Linked DNA regions of Gossypium hirsutum: regions 2 and 3 are each linked to region 1. A link is a contact called in public Hi-C data. All regions are on one chromosome and are shown on one strand. Each heading gives the region's core, a stretch centred on a gene start, on an enhancer-like site or on the middle of the called end of the contact. The rest is flanking DNA. Distances are from core to core; before and after follow the strand shown.

Region 1 (4,610 bases), core at 1,097-3,596:
CAATTAGCTAAGAACTTGATTAAGATAAAGAATATAATGGACCAACTTTCATTAAGATAAGTTGCTTATTATCTACCATTTAGGTAGTTTTTTTGGTGAAATGAAATTTTATGTGATTCATTCATACAAGTTAGTGCTGAGGAGCATACTATGAATATTATATTCCAAAGCATGATTGATTTTAAAGATATTCATATATGGTTGATGGAATATTAGCTTGATTGACATGTATATTGTTGTTAATACAGGAAGACATGAGTTCAAGTGTGTTGAAGCGCATTATCCTCCTATTTATGGGTTGGGAGGGACTATGGGTAGTTCTAGGCATTATATTAAAAATAGCAGATATAATCAGAACATGTAATAATATTATTCAAATAAAGAAGAAGCCATATGTGCCTTGTCAAAATAAGATTATTTTTTTTTGTGTGTGTGCGTGCGTTGTCAATTGAAATTTCTCATACATAAGAAAACTTTAAGTTTGATACAAATGAACAAAAACTAGAGCTTTAAAATAAGACAAAACTTCTAACAAAAATATTCACTTAGTAGTCATGTGATTAAAAAATGAAGTTGTAAAAATCTAAATTTAGCAAAATAATTTTAATTGTGTTAATAGTTGGATTTGAATATCAGAAAGTAGATAGACTAAATTCCTAAAAAAAAAGTACAAAGACTAAATTCTAAATTTGTGAAGAGTACAAAAACTTATAGCATATTTTAACCTTATATCTCAATCAAAAGGAGAATTTATAAAATTTCGATCTAAACATATTTTAATAGATCATGTTTTAACACATATAAAGCCTTTTAATTTTACAAGTAGAATTCTAGTAATTAATAGTACTTAGTTGCTTACTTTCGAAATTCACAGTTTAAATTACTTCAATTTTTTTTGAAAGGGATCAACTTGCTTAATATCAAAATTGAGAGGGACTTGAAAGGTGTTTTTATCATTCTTCCCTCTACAAGGCTTAGTAGGAGGGCAACGTCCACGCCAAAAGCCCAAGTGGTATTTCAAAATAACCCGGTTAAAGAGACGGCCGACTCGACGTCAATGGAGCCCATTGGTTCTAATGTGGAAAGCAAGGAAGCCCACCTTAACTGGGTGAATTTGCATGAATTTAACATAATTTTGGGTGAACATACCTGAGAGGTCCCTATATTATAGGTATCTAATCAAATTAATCCTTATGCTATTAAATGGATCAATTTAGTCCCTCTACTATTAAAAGGAATCAAACAAGGCTAAATTGGAATATAGTTAACGTTTATTGCATAAAAAACGTCATTTAATATTTCACAAAGTTAATATTTTTAAAATTTTTATGGTTCTATAAATGAAATTTTGTGTTTGGAATTGAACTGCAATTGAAAAAAATAATTTTCAAGGTATTTTTTATGTAGTAAATTTAAACTCATTTACAATTTGGACTTATTTAATCCTTTTTGATAGTACATAAACTAAATTGATCCATTTAATAATAAAAGAATTAATTTGATTCAGTCCCCTAATACAAAAACCTCTCATATCCTTTAACTCATAATTTTGTCATATATTTTAAAAATGACACAAAAAATTTTTAGTTTTTCATTTGTATTTCAAATTTAAACAAAATGTTTCATTTTTAAAACCATAAAAAAATTTAAAAAATTTAAACAATAAATGATTTTTTTAAATTATAAATGTTAATTATGTTAAAATTCGATCATGGTTTATTATTTTTAATAATATATGGACTAAATTAATCTATTTAATAATATATGAGCTAATTTGATTTTATTCTTATAATAAAAGACCTACCCGGTACTTTTATCTTTAATTTTACTATAACATTAGTTAGTTCAAGTAGTTAGCATTTCTACTAACTAATGATATTATGTATAGGAACCAAATTATGTCAAATTATTGGGTAAAAATGCTAGAGAGGCCCCTATATTGTGTGTCAAATTGCATTTTGCCTCCTTTACTAAAAAATGGGCAAATTAATCATTGTACATTAGATCAAAGAGTAATTTGGTCATTTCTAGTTAAAAATTGATTCAATACTACTATTAAAAAGTAAAAATTGGCATGATTAAAAAAATAACAAAATAATAACACCGTGACGTGTCACATGTACCTCATGTTGATGTACATGAATAAATTTTTAACAATCGGAATTGATGAAATTTTTAAAAGAATAACCAATTTACTCTTTGATCTAACTTAGAGGGACTACTTTATTCAATTTTTAGCAGAAGGGACAAAATGTAATTCGACTCTAGTGCAACAACTAAAGTATAAATAGTAAATCTTAAATTTACTCGTTATAGAGGGATCATGTTTTAAAATCCCCCAACAATTTTCTGCTTGGATAGGGAAGCTAGGGGGCTTAGTGTATGACACTCAATCTCCAATGTCTTCACCGCGATTGCAATCACATCCATTTTTCAATCCATCTAAAACCAACCCTAACCTAATCTTCTCAAAATCCCCATTTTTTCTTCCTTATTTCTCAACCCTAATCCGTAATTATAATCCGAAACCCAATGCCTTGTCGTCGTCTCTCCAAGAATTCCCCCCAAATGCCCTTCGCCGTAAAACCAATCCACAATGTACAGTAGGGTTCAGCCTAGGCGTGGATTTGGGTTCATCACGTACCGGTCTTGCCCTTAGCAAAGGTTTCTCCGTTCGTCCACTCACGGTACTAATAACATCATTCAATTTGGTTTTCAGTTTACTACCTGTTCGATGTTTTCCCTGTTTCTGTATCTTTATAGGTTTTGAAATTGAGAGGACAAAAACTTGAGCTACAACTGCTTGACATGGCTGAAAGAGAGGTTAAAAAATTTACTTTCTCTCTTTTAATTCGAAGCTTTTTAAATGCAAATTTTCGGTGTAATGGTAGAGTTATATATATTGTAGGAGGTTGATGAATTTATAATTGGAATCCCTAAATCTTGGGATGGAAAGGAGACCCCTCAATCGAACAAAGTTCGTAGTATTGCCGGACGGCTAGCGGTTCGAGCTGCCGAGAGGTAATGTTTTTTTATGTTTCTCGCTTGAAGTCCAAACTGTTTGCGTATTTGCTTCAACCATTTGGGTTGGTCTTAATTTGCATAAAAAATCACTTTTTTTTTTGTGTGTGTGTCTCAATTGCTTTACTCAAACTCAGGGGTTGGAGAGTGTATCTACAAGATGAACATGGGACATCATCAGAAGCTGCTTACAGGATGATTAACTTGTACAAATAAGTTTCCCCAATTTGATATTTCCTGTCCAAGTCACGACTCTGACGGCTGTGTCTCCAAAATTGTCCCTTTTGGATACACATAGATCCTTTGCATGCCAAAGAATGCACTCCACTATACTAATTGAGTGTTGGTCATATTGCAGAGTGCACTCATTTGTGTGTAAGGCCACGCGCATCTGTTTGTGCCTCACAAGGTGGACTAGTGTGCTAGGTCGGGTCCTTATATTGAAGATTTGTGATTATGAGAAGAGGACAATTGCAGATTGTGCCTCATGACCCGGCCTAGCATGTCGAAATTGTCCTTTTTGGATATACATAGATCCTTTGCATGCAAAAGAATGCACTATACTAATTGATTGACTGTTGTATTGCTCATTTGTGTGTAAGGCCGCGAGTTCAAATCTGTGAAGACGCACCTGTTGGTGCCTTGCAACATGGCCTAGCATGTTAGGTTTGTTGATGCCTACGACTTGTTATGAAAAGAGGACAATTGCAAAGGCATAACGTTCTGGGTCATGATATTTCTGTATCTTTGAAATTTTTTCTTCTTGATGTCTGAACTGGAGCATAATTCTTTCACTTGTCTTTCAGGGGTCTCAACAAGTCTGCACGCCAAAAAACCTCCGATGCATATGCTGCTGTGGTCTGTAGCATTTTTCTCTTTTTTATGATTGAAAAACGATAATAGTATACTTCTTCAATGGTGATTCATGGTTGTAGTGAACTTTTGGTTTAATTTGTAAAGAAGACCATGGATTTCAATTTTGATGTCGTTCATTTTCTTCTTATACCTCTTATTATTATTATTATTATTTATTTTTTTTTTTTTTTTGTTCTTACTGCAGATATTACTAGAGAGATACTTTGCCATTTCCGGTGAGGACATTGAGATTGTTTTGCCGAAACAGATTGATTTGCAAGAAAAACTCAGAAAGGGTACACCACTGGACATCGATTTTTCACCTGAAGAATTTGTTGATTGATAATACCTTGTAAGGATAACCAAATCCTTGTGTTTTATCTAGAGTTTAGGGAATATGAATTTGAGAGTGCATATGAAGTAGTGCTTAACAATTGCAACTCCTAGTCTACCTAAGTGATTTTGCTGCAAAATTTTCCATTAAACCAAACTGGAAAGAACCAAGAACAGAAAATGTTAAAATCTTGCACTTGGGGTGACATATGAACAATTAGGATCCCAGATTTCCTTTTAGTTCTCTTATATTTATGAAAAATAATACCATTTAACTCAAAGAGTTGAATATGTAGGTGTTGACTACAAATTTAAGAGGCTTATGATAGGATAAAGAGGAAAGGGTATATTATTAATGCTAAATGCTCAAATTAGTGCTTTGCTGAACCATTTAGAGGTTT
Region 2 (4,610 bases), core at 884-3,383, 230 kb before region 1:
TTTCTTTCGGCTATGAAAAGCCATGAACACAATGTATTAGGGGGTTCCCTTTTTTTCGAACGAACACAAAAAAACGAATACACAGAATATCAATAGAGAAAAAGATTGAAGGTGATTTGTTCTTCTTTTTCATTCTTTCATGTATATCTCACAAAAATAGCAATACATAAAGGAGACTCACCATTTTCTTCGTCCTCAGCCACCATCGGAGTTTTCTTCTGTCGTGGAAACCCCAAAAACTCTTTGGAGTTTTGTTCGGGTTTCAAGGCACGCATACAAGGGTTTACGAGGGGAGTGGTCGATTGTTTTTTTCATTTTTAGGGTTTTCATCCCTAAATATAAGTTTAGGGTTAAAAAGGGAATTAAAAAAGGGTTGGAAAGGGGCCAGTTTTATATCTCCGGTAGCCGTATGAGGCAGTCGCTGACAACGGATGGACGGTGGTCCGATCACCAAAAATCGGGGACCCCAGAGAGAAATCAAAGCGCCCCACTCAGTTTTTTTTAAAACCCGAATAGAATGAAAAATTTTAAATTTTTTTTGACTTTTATACGTTTAAAGCCTATTTCAGTGTCCTCAAAATGGCGCCGTTTCACCTTGACCCGCGTGACTCGACCCGAAAATCGTCTAGGATCCGCGTGTTTTTGGACTAGGGGTCTATTTGCGCCCCTAGTCCTTCCGCATTTGAGGCTAGTTTCAATTTGATCCTATTACGTTGTTTTATCTTTTTAATTGTACCCTAGAATTCTATTTCTATTCCATTTCAGTCCCCATGTGAACTACGCCGTTTCGGGAATAGGAATAATTTCCCATTTAGTCCTCCACCTTCGCGCTTGTTTCATTATTGCTCATTTTTTCTGCCCTTTTCTTTTATTTATTTATTATTTATCCCTACAACTTCATTTTAATTTTGATTTAATCCTTTCTTTGTTAATTTTGTTATTTATTTATTAAATTGATTAACTTAATATTATTATTACTATTTTTGTTGTTTTTCACATTTAACTATTTTTTTATTATCGTGTTATTAAATTAATTATTTTTTCAATATTATTGCTATTATTTTTTATATATATACCTATTTATCTAATATATATATATGTATGTATCTTAGTTTATCATTTATCTATGTATATCTTTTGACCCAATTTTAAAATTATTTTATTTTATAAATTTGGCCCTTTATTTTTATTATTTCACATTCTTCAATATCTTTTTATGCATTTATTCATTTATTCACTCGTCCTATTTTGTTTTAAGAATTGGTTTCTTCTCGATTGAGGCTCATTTTGTTGTTATTGTTATTATTTATTTTATTATGCATTTATTTTTCTTTAATTGTTAATCTTGGTTTAAATTGATATATGTTACGCGATTATTGTCATAGTATCTTATGAATCGTTTATTAGTACACTCATACTGTTGTCATTCGTTAGCATAATATTTGATTTGCATACCATTTTTAAATATTATATCAATTTTCACCTTAAATTCATAAAAAAAATTCTTTAATAAATGCAATATTTCGTATTTGGAAATTCGAGAGATTGTGCCCTAAAGTACTGGGTTTCGATTTTTCTCATTTGACCCAAATGACCGAATATCTGTTTAAAATTAAAATGTATGAGTTTTGATTATCAAAGGATAAGCTTATTCTCGAGGGTTTAAAATGTCGTGTCCTAACGTACTTGATGTGACATTTTGTTACTTCGGGACAAGAAGGTCTTTAACATCTGCTTCAGTTTATCCAAACATTTTTTTGTAAAATTAACACTAATAAAAGGGAGGATCGTATTTTTAAATTCTTTTCGGGTTTTCAACTTTCGACATTAAGACATTAATTAACCAATTAGGTACCAATTTTAGCCGTTACGAGGGTGCTAATCCTTCCTCGTACGTAATAAACTCCGGAACCCATTTTTTTGAATTTCGTAGACCAAAATCGCTATTTTAGTAAAACAAAACAATTTATTAAAACAACTACTTTTTGAGGTGATCCGATCACATCTTATTAAAAAAGAGTGGCGACAACTCCCCTATTCGTTTTCATTTTCAAAATCAAAGTTGACGAACTTTTTTAAAAAAAAAATCGACACTTATTATTTTCAACATTTCCTAATTTCCCATTTTAACTATTTTACCATATATGGACCAGAATCCTTTCTCTTTCTCTCTCATCAATTCATTTTGATTCTTATCTCCACAATCATAAAGACTATGGGGGGTGGGGGTACACCATTTATTTCTCAGTACCCACTATATTATATGAATCCATTCTCAAATCCCATTAAGACTTGAAAATTTTTCAAGCAAAACGGATTTTGTTAGAAAATGAGTCAGTGTGTTCCGAGTTGGGAACTGGATGACAACAATCCACTCACCACTCGCCATCACTCGTTCCGCTTCAACTCAAATTCCACTGCCCCTGATGTTCCCATGTACACAAAAGAGAAAAACCCTTCGTTTTTATTTACATAACGTGCAAGTTAATTTATGGTTTTGATTGACGGTGGTGCATGATTTTGTTTTTGCAGGTTAGATTATGAAGTTGCTGAATTAACATGGGAAAATGGGCAACTAGCCATGCACAGCTTAGGTCCGCCACGTGCGGTGGCTAAACAACTAAACGCCACCACTTGGGATAAACCAAGAGCCGGTGGCGGTGGCACTTTAGAGTCTATAGTGAACCAGGCTACTTGTTTTCCATATGGTAGTAAGGATTCTGTAGGTGTTGGTGGGGATGAATTGGTATGGTTGGACCGCCACCGTGTTTCGGCGGCGGCGGTGTCTTCATCAGCCACTATGACTATGGATGCTTTAGTTCCTTGTTCAGAAGACAAGACCACCACCGTACACGTGTTGGAATCTATGCCGGATCTTGGTGGTGGTGGAACTTGTATGATGGGATGTTCCACTAGGGTAGGATCCTGTAGTGGGACGGTTAATACACAAGACGATGTCACAAGGAAACGCGCAAAGGCGGCGCGTGTACAAGTAGCACCACCGGAATGGGAACAAAGCGCAAGTGCCAGTGCCACGTTCGGAAGAGACAGTCACCGGAACGTGACCATCGATACGTACGACAAAGATTTTGGTGTTGGTTTCACTTCTATTTCACATGGTTCCATTGAAAACACGAAGACTGCAACAGATAATGATCATGATTCAGCTTCTCACAGTAAACCTCAGGCAAAGTCCTATTCGATTATTTATTACAATTATTTTCTTGTCTTACAAAAACACATTATCGGGACATGTCTGTTGTCTCATAGAACTCCATAATCAATCAATATTATTATTTATTATTGCATGTGCATGTGCATGTAATTTGATTTTATTTTTATTTTTAAATTTTGGGTGTTAAAGGAGGAGACAGGTGAGGAAGACAAAAAAGAAACTATGAAATCTTCCATTTCAACAAAAAGGAGCAGAGCTGCAGCTATCCATAACCAATCTGAACGTGTAAGTCTATTCCCACTAAATTAATTCGCATCAAAATTTTATTTAATTATTCTATTCATGACATTTTTAACACTCTTTAAATTTATAATATATAAAAATTTATTTATTTATTTTTTGAGTTAAAAAAATAGTCAGAGTCAACGATTGGATTCGATATTTAGGCTAGTTGCCAAACTGTGAGTGCTCGGTAAAAAAAAGCATATATAAAAAAGTAACTTCACTTTTTCTAAATATGCTCAATAAATATTATTTTTTTAATTTTCTCTATAATGAATATTTATCTTTTTTTTTTTGGATTTTCTCAGAAAAGAAGAGATAAGATAAATCAAAGGATGAAAACATTACAGAAACTGGTACCTAATTCAAGCAAGGTATGTTTTATTTTATTTTTCAATAGATTTAAGTTTTTTAATATAAATTTAAATAAAAAATATTAAACATTTTAGGAAATAGACAAGTTGAATTGATAAATAAAAATCCATGCAGTTCAATTAAAAACCCTGCAAACACTGGCTATGGTCAAAAGAAGCGTGAGTACAGTACTGCACATGATAATATATATATATATTCTACTTACAAAATACAGACTTTATCCTATAAGTGTTTTCTTTTTTGTATTTGAAATTTTCTTTTAAAAATAAAAATTATTTTTTATATTTGTCATCTTAATTTTATTCAAAATTCGAAATTATTTATCTCAAAACAATATTGGAAAGATTTTAGGAAAGATCCTTAAATAAATAGACCCACCTAATATATACAATAATAGAGAAAATAAAAGGAAGAATAAAAAAAAGGCTGACCAATCAAATAATATACTTTTATTGGTGTTATTTTGGAAGTCTTCTTACACTTCACTGTCAGCCAATAATTTCGTGGGGTCTTATTTTCGTTTTTTCTATTATTATATTATATTATATCATATTATATTATATTATATTATATTATATTATATTTACATTTTTTTGGTGGTCTACAAACAAGTATTTTAGGAAAATTGAAATTTTTTTTCATAATTTTTAGATTCTTTTTGGGTTCTTTTCATGGATTATTGACAAAAAAAGTAAAAAATAATAATAATTCTTTCATTATTTAATATGTTATTTGTAAGTTATTCCGGTTTCATATTTTTATTTAATCACAATTTTTT
Region 3 (4,610 bases), core at 958-3,457, 180 kb after region 1:
CAACACAATTTTTTCAATGCTTGGTTGAAGGAAGAACCTTTCAATCTTTTCCAAGGCATCAAGGTTCATGTTCACCGCATCAAGGGACTCAAGGAGGCCGGAATACGATTGGAGTGCATGGATTATATGGTGAGGGAACGGGACATCAGTTCTGTCACAACCTCGGTCTAACGAGACAACAATCTTGGGCGATAACTGCTTGACAAAACGAAGGACCAAGGGCAAGATTGAAGGGTAATTGGAAAATGAACCGATCGGGAGATTAACAGCAATCGCTTCGTTTTCGCCCAAGTGCAAAGGCAACGGCCAAGAACCCGAATTCAAGGCCTCAAGGCTCATGATTTCGATATCAAAATCCATGTTGATTTCACTAGCATAATGCTTAAGGTTTTCGATTGTGAAACCGAGTTCGATATCATCATGACTTGAAGGTGAAGCAAAGGCAGTAATTTTCATAGAAGGTGCACCACCATTTCTTAAAACAAGTTCTTGCATCAAAGAAGCCCATTGTCCACCATAACCAACATCGAAATCGATTATATGAAGCCTATTACACCCTTCGAAAACCTCGAGTAACGCTTGATTACAAGTAAAATTCGCGAACTGAACGATCGGAGATATCTCGGAGAACGATTTGTAAGCACCAATCTTGAATATCATGTTATAATTGGACATAACTGATGTATTGCTAGTGTTCAAAGGAAGTAATAATTGTAAGGCCTCCTTGAAGTAGAAAGCAGCTCTTATAAAGGGCTTACCTACAGGGGAGAGCTGGTGATTGAGCCGCGCCAATATCCCTTGCGCGAGTACCGGATCACCGGTTTCGATCAGCTCTGCGGCCTGAATTAATTGATCAATTATCGCCTGCTGAAGCTGCTGGTTCGCCAGATCATCCGTAACGATTTTCGGTTTCCCTGTAATTGGCCTTTGCTGAAGCATTTGGATCTGTTGTTGCTGTTGACGCCTTAGATAAAGCTCCGGTCCCGAACCCGAAAAAGGTCCACCGGAGTTGAATCGCTTCGGCGGCGGAGGCGATAAAAGGCTATGCTCTTGCAATTGAGCATACGAAAGAGGTAAGAACATGGTCGGGTTTTGTGTAAACCGAGCTTGATTCTGGTTTATTATCATCTGCGGATTGAAAATCTGTGGCTTTTCATCCATAACCTGAAGCTGTGATTGCTGTTGTGGAAATACACACGGCGAAGGAGGCGGCAAAAGACTCGGCGGATTTGATGTCACCGGAAAATCAGAGCAGCTTATAGGAGGGTCGACGTTGTTGATCAAGCTAACGCTACTAGTAATGGAATCGAAGCCGAAACCATGATCCACCACACCAAAACCAGCATTGAACTCCATATTTTCCGACCCACCGCCGCCGCCGCCACTTGGTGGTTGAAGAATCTTGTTTAACCCCATAGAAGGGTCATCAATATCACCCATAATTAACCTCAAAATGGACTGGTCTTGATTAGGAGAACCAGACAAAACACTCTCCCAATCTTCCATACCTAAACCACATTTTCCTACATCCAAGGACTGGCTTGTATTGGTGGTGGCAGAGACAACAGTGGTGGTGGCTGCCACACCGGTTGTATCCGTGGAGGCACCACCACCGCTGCCTCCACCGCCGAGAGAAGAAGACAGTGTTGAAGAAGGACTTGGGCTTCTTTTTCTTCCGGTCTTAATATTATTATCAATGGGCTCACTGCCCACATAGCAACAATCTCCTCCCTTGTTCTGCCACTTCCCTTCTTTTTCGTGTTGTTGATGCTGGTGTTGTAATAACAGTGATGAATCTGAACAAGATGATGTTGAAGAAGAAAAATCTAAAGCCCCCTTCCCTTGAAATTCCTCAAAGGATAGGGGCATGGCCTTCATCTAAAACAACCAAAAAATAAAAAACACCCAAAACCCAAAACTTCCCTATTGATAAACTTTCTAAAAAAGAAAAAAAAAAGTCCTACCATGAAAGACTTAGCTTCTTCTTCATCTTGTACCTCAAAGACTCCAATTTTTTTTTAGTACCACAAACACACCATTTTCTTTCTTTCTTTCTTTTTTTTTTTTTTGCTTGTTGTTTGAGACTTTGTTAAGTAGTAGTACTATGGGGTTTCCTTCTGTATTCTGCTATGGATGCGTGCAACATATAAAAGTGGTAAAGTGCCCTTCATCTTCTTTCTCTCTCTACTTTATTTTTTCTGTATTATTGTTTTTATTTTTTTATGTGGCTTTTGTCTGTAGACGTAGTTATCTCCCTGGTAGGGTTTTCTGTCGTTCATTTAAGCCCTACTCTCACATCCACCGCGCGTGTATACCAGATGTTTCCTTAATCACTCCATTTTATTAAGGAAAATATTATTAATGGTTATCGAAAAGGAAAAAAGGAAATTATTATTAATGTCCCCTCAATGAGGGCTTGGTTGTAAATCATATGCTACTTTTTTTTTTCCATTTATTTTCAATTTCACTTCCCTTTTAATTTCTTTTTTTCCCCCTAAGTTTCATTATTAATTTCTTTAATATAAATATTGATTAAAATATTAAGGTAGTGTTTAATACTTTTCCATGTCATGATTTTAACAGAATATGATGCCTTAAAATATAATTGATTGTTAGGAATCTGAATGTCGGGAAAGCTACTTTATAACAATTGGTATAACATTGAAAAATATTAATTAAAATCCCGAGAAAATTACAATATTACGTTTGGTTCATTGAATATTTTCTTAGGAATATAATGATAATTTATGAATTTATCATTATTAAATAATAAATAATATTCATTTATTTAATATTTACAATAACTTTATTCTTAACAAATATTTGGATTAAATATTTAATAATGAAAATTAATTGATAATTTTTAAATTATTTTTTAATTTATAATTTTAATTGAAAGTAAAATTATTTTAATTTTGTCTTATATATATTTTTTAAATAAAATAATGCACATATAAAATTATGAATATATAAAATTTAATTTGGAATAAATTTAAAAAAAAAACCTGAAATCATGTTTTGTTTTAGCTAAATGCTAGCCATAGAAAAATAAATTGATTTCAAGTTTTGCTCAAAAAAACTACAAATAATTAAATTATAGGAATATAAAATCATAAATGTTCTAACTCAAAATTCTTACACAGTTTAAATATAACAATTCTACCCATAATTTACAAAAAAAAAACAAACAAACAAGTATTTCATTCAAAAAAGTGCTAAATCAAATTTGTAACTAGGAAAAAAATTACTTGCAAAGATTTCGTTGAAGTAATAGAGAACATCATGTGGTAGGAAGGAGGCTATAGCTTCTTCTTTTTTCCGTTTATTTATAAATTAATACCCTAAACCAATATAAAATAGGATTAAATTTGTCTTAATTTTTTTAAATTTTAAATTTAAATATGTATGATGTAATTAACCTTTAATTATATAAAAAAATCTAATTGCATAAATAAAATTAAAAAAACATATATTTTATTTTTTTAAAACAATCAATCGAGCTTTCAATAATAAAAATATTGTAGAGGTCTTTGTACTAGTAGTTAGATTGTATTTTATATTTTTCATTCAAAAAATTAGTTTTTTATTAAAAATTTCATCTATTTTTACGATTAAAAATAAGTCCATATACATTAATATGAGATAGTCATGACACGCTATGTATCACTATATTATGAAATCATCAACAATATCAGTTTTGAACAATATAAATAGATGAAATTTTAACGAAAAATTATTTTATTCGTAATGATTAATTTATCTATTTTTTTAATAAAAAATCAAAATAAGTGTACAATATTTTTACAGCTTCCAACGTTGTGACACGCTTCTTATAGGCACGTCGAGATTTTTTCTTTTCTGTTTTTTTATCGTTTTATTATAAATATTTTATTTTACATAGACCAAAGGTGAATTGGCTTAGAAGTTATGTTTGGTTATTTAATCAAATTCCCTGAAATACCCTTGTCTTGTCCTAAGAAATTGGGTCTACATTTACTTGGGCGATGACAGGGATCGCGGGAAGGACAATTTAGGAATTTTGGTTGAACATATCCTGTTTTTGGCTTCGTTTTTCGAAATTGAATCTGACGAAACGAGATGATAAGAGAGTGGCTTTTTAAGGAGTTTTTTTGAAAATATCGAGAAAGTTTTTAACGGTTGAGATATTTTGCTTTAATTTTATTTAGGTTAAACTACATTCAAAGTTATAAACTATTAGTAGGTTTACGTTTTGGTCATTCAACTTTAAAAAATTATAAAATGATCATTAAATTATTTAAAAAATTTCATTCAAGTCATTGGGTTGTTAAAATCTTTGTTACATGGCTTTCTTTATTTGTATTGTCTGAATAAATCGAAAGTTGTCATTTCCTTTTCTTCTACAGTTCAATTCTTTTTTTATTATCATGAAACAACTTTAAATGTCATGAATTTGCGATTCAAAATCCAAATAGCTTTCTTCTCTAATATTTGACATTAATTGTAGGATCAATTTGAATCTAAGTTATATTATTATACTCATCAATAGGTATTGTACACTGTACCAATTGTTGAATTATTGCTTGAAGCTCACTAGCTAAACTTTAAAAAAAAAAACTTAACAATCCAAT

What was found. A called contact is a pair of places that touch in the nucleus more often than the background predicts.
Region 2: a contact with region 1 is called in a Hi-C map of leaf, with 1.8 times the contacts expected there. The contact joins the promoter of LOC107891590 here to the promoter of LOC107924092 in region 1. A contact is called at or near these places in 4 of 34 Hi-C or Micro-C datasets (hypocotyl and leaf).
Region 3: a Hi-C map of leaf shows a contact between it and region 1, with 1.5 times the contacts expected there. The contact joins the promoter of LOC107926170 here to the promoter of LOC107924092 in region 1. A contact is called at or near these places in 3 of 34 Hi-C or Micro-C datasets (callus and leaf).

Annotation. Positions count from the first base shown.
Region 1 is chrA12:76,715,340-76,719,949 of Gossypium_hirsutum_v2.1, reverse strand. It overlaps LOC107924092 (putative pre-16S rRNA nuclease), which reads left to right and starts at 2,346. Exons shown (of 7, transcript XM_016854390.2): 1 at 2,346-2,687; 2 at 2,764-2,823; 3 at 2,909-3,021; 4 at 3,159-3,227; 5 at 3,828-3,879; 6 at 4,082-4,228. The coding sequence starts at 2,400. The coding sequence ends at 4,219.
Region 2 is chrA12:76,946,875-76,951,484 of Gossypium_hirsutum_v2.1, reverse strand. It overlaps LOC107891590 (transcription factor UNE10), which reads left to right and starts at 2,133. Exons shown (of 5, transcript XM_016816439.2): 1 at 2,133-2,436; 2 at 2,533-3,187; 3 at 3,365-3,460; 4 at 3,766-3,831. The coding sequence starts at 2,330.
Region 3 is chrA12:76,538,462-76,543,071 of Gossypium_hirsutum_v2.1, reverse strand. It overlaps LOC107926170 (scarecrow-like protein 6), which reads right to left and starts at 2,207. Exons shown (of 1, transcript XM_016856971.2): 1 at 1-2,207. The coding sequence starts at 1,878.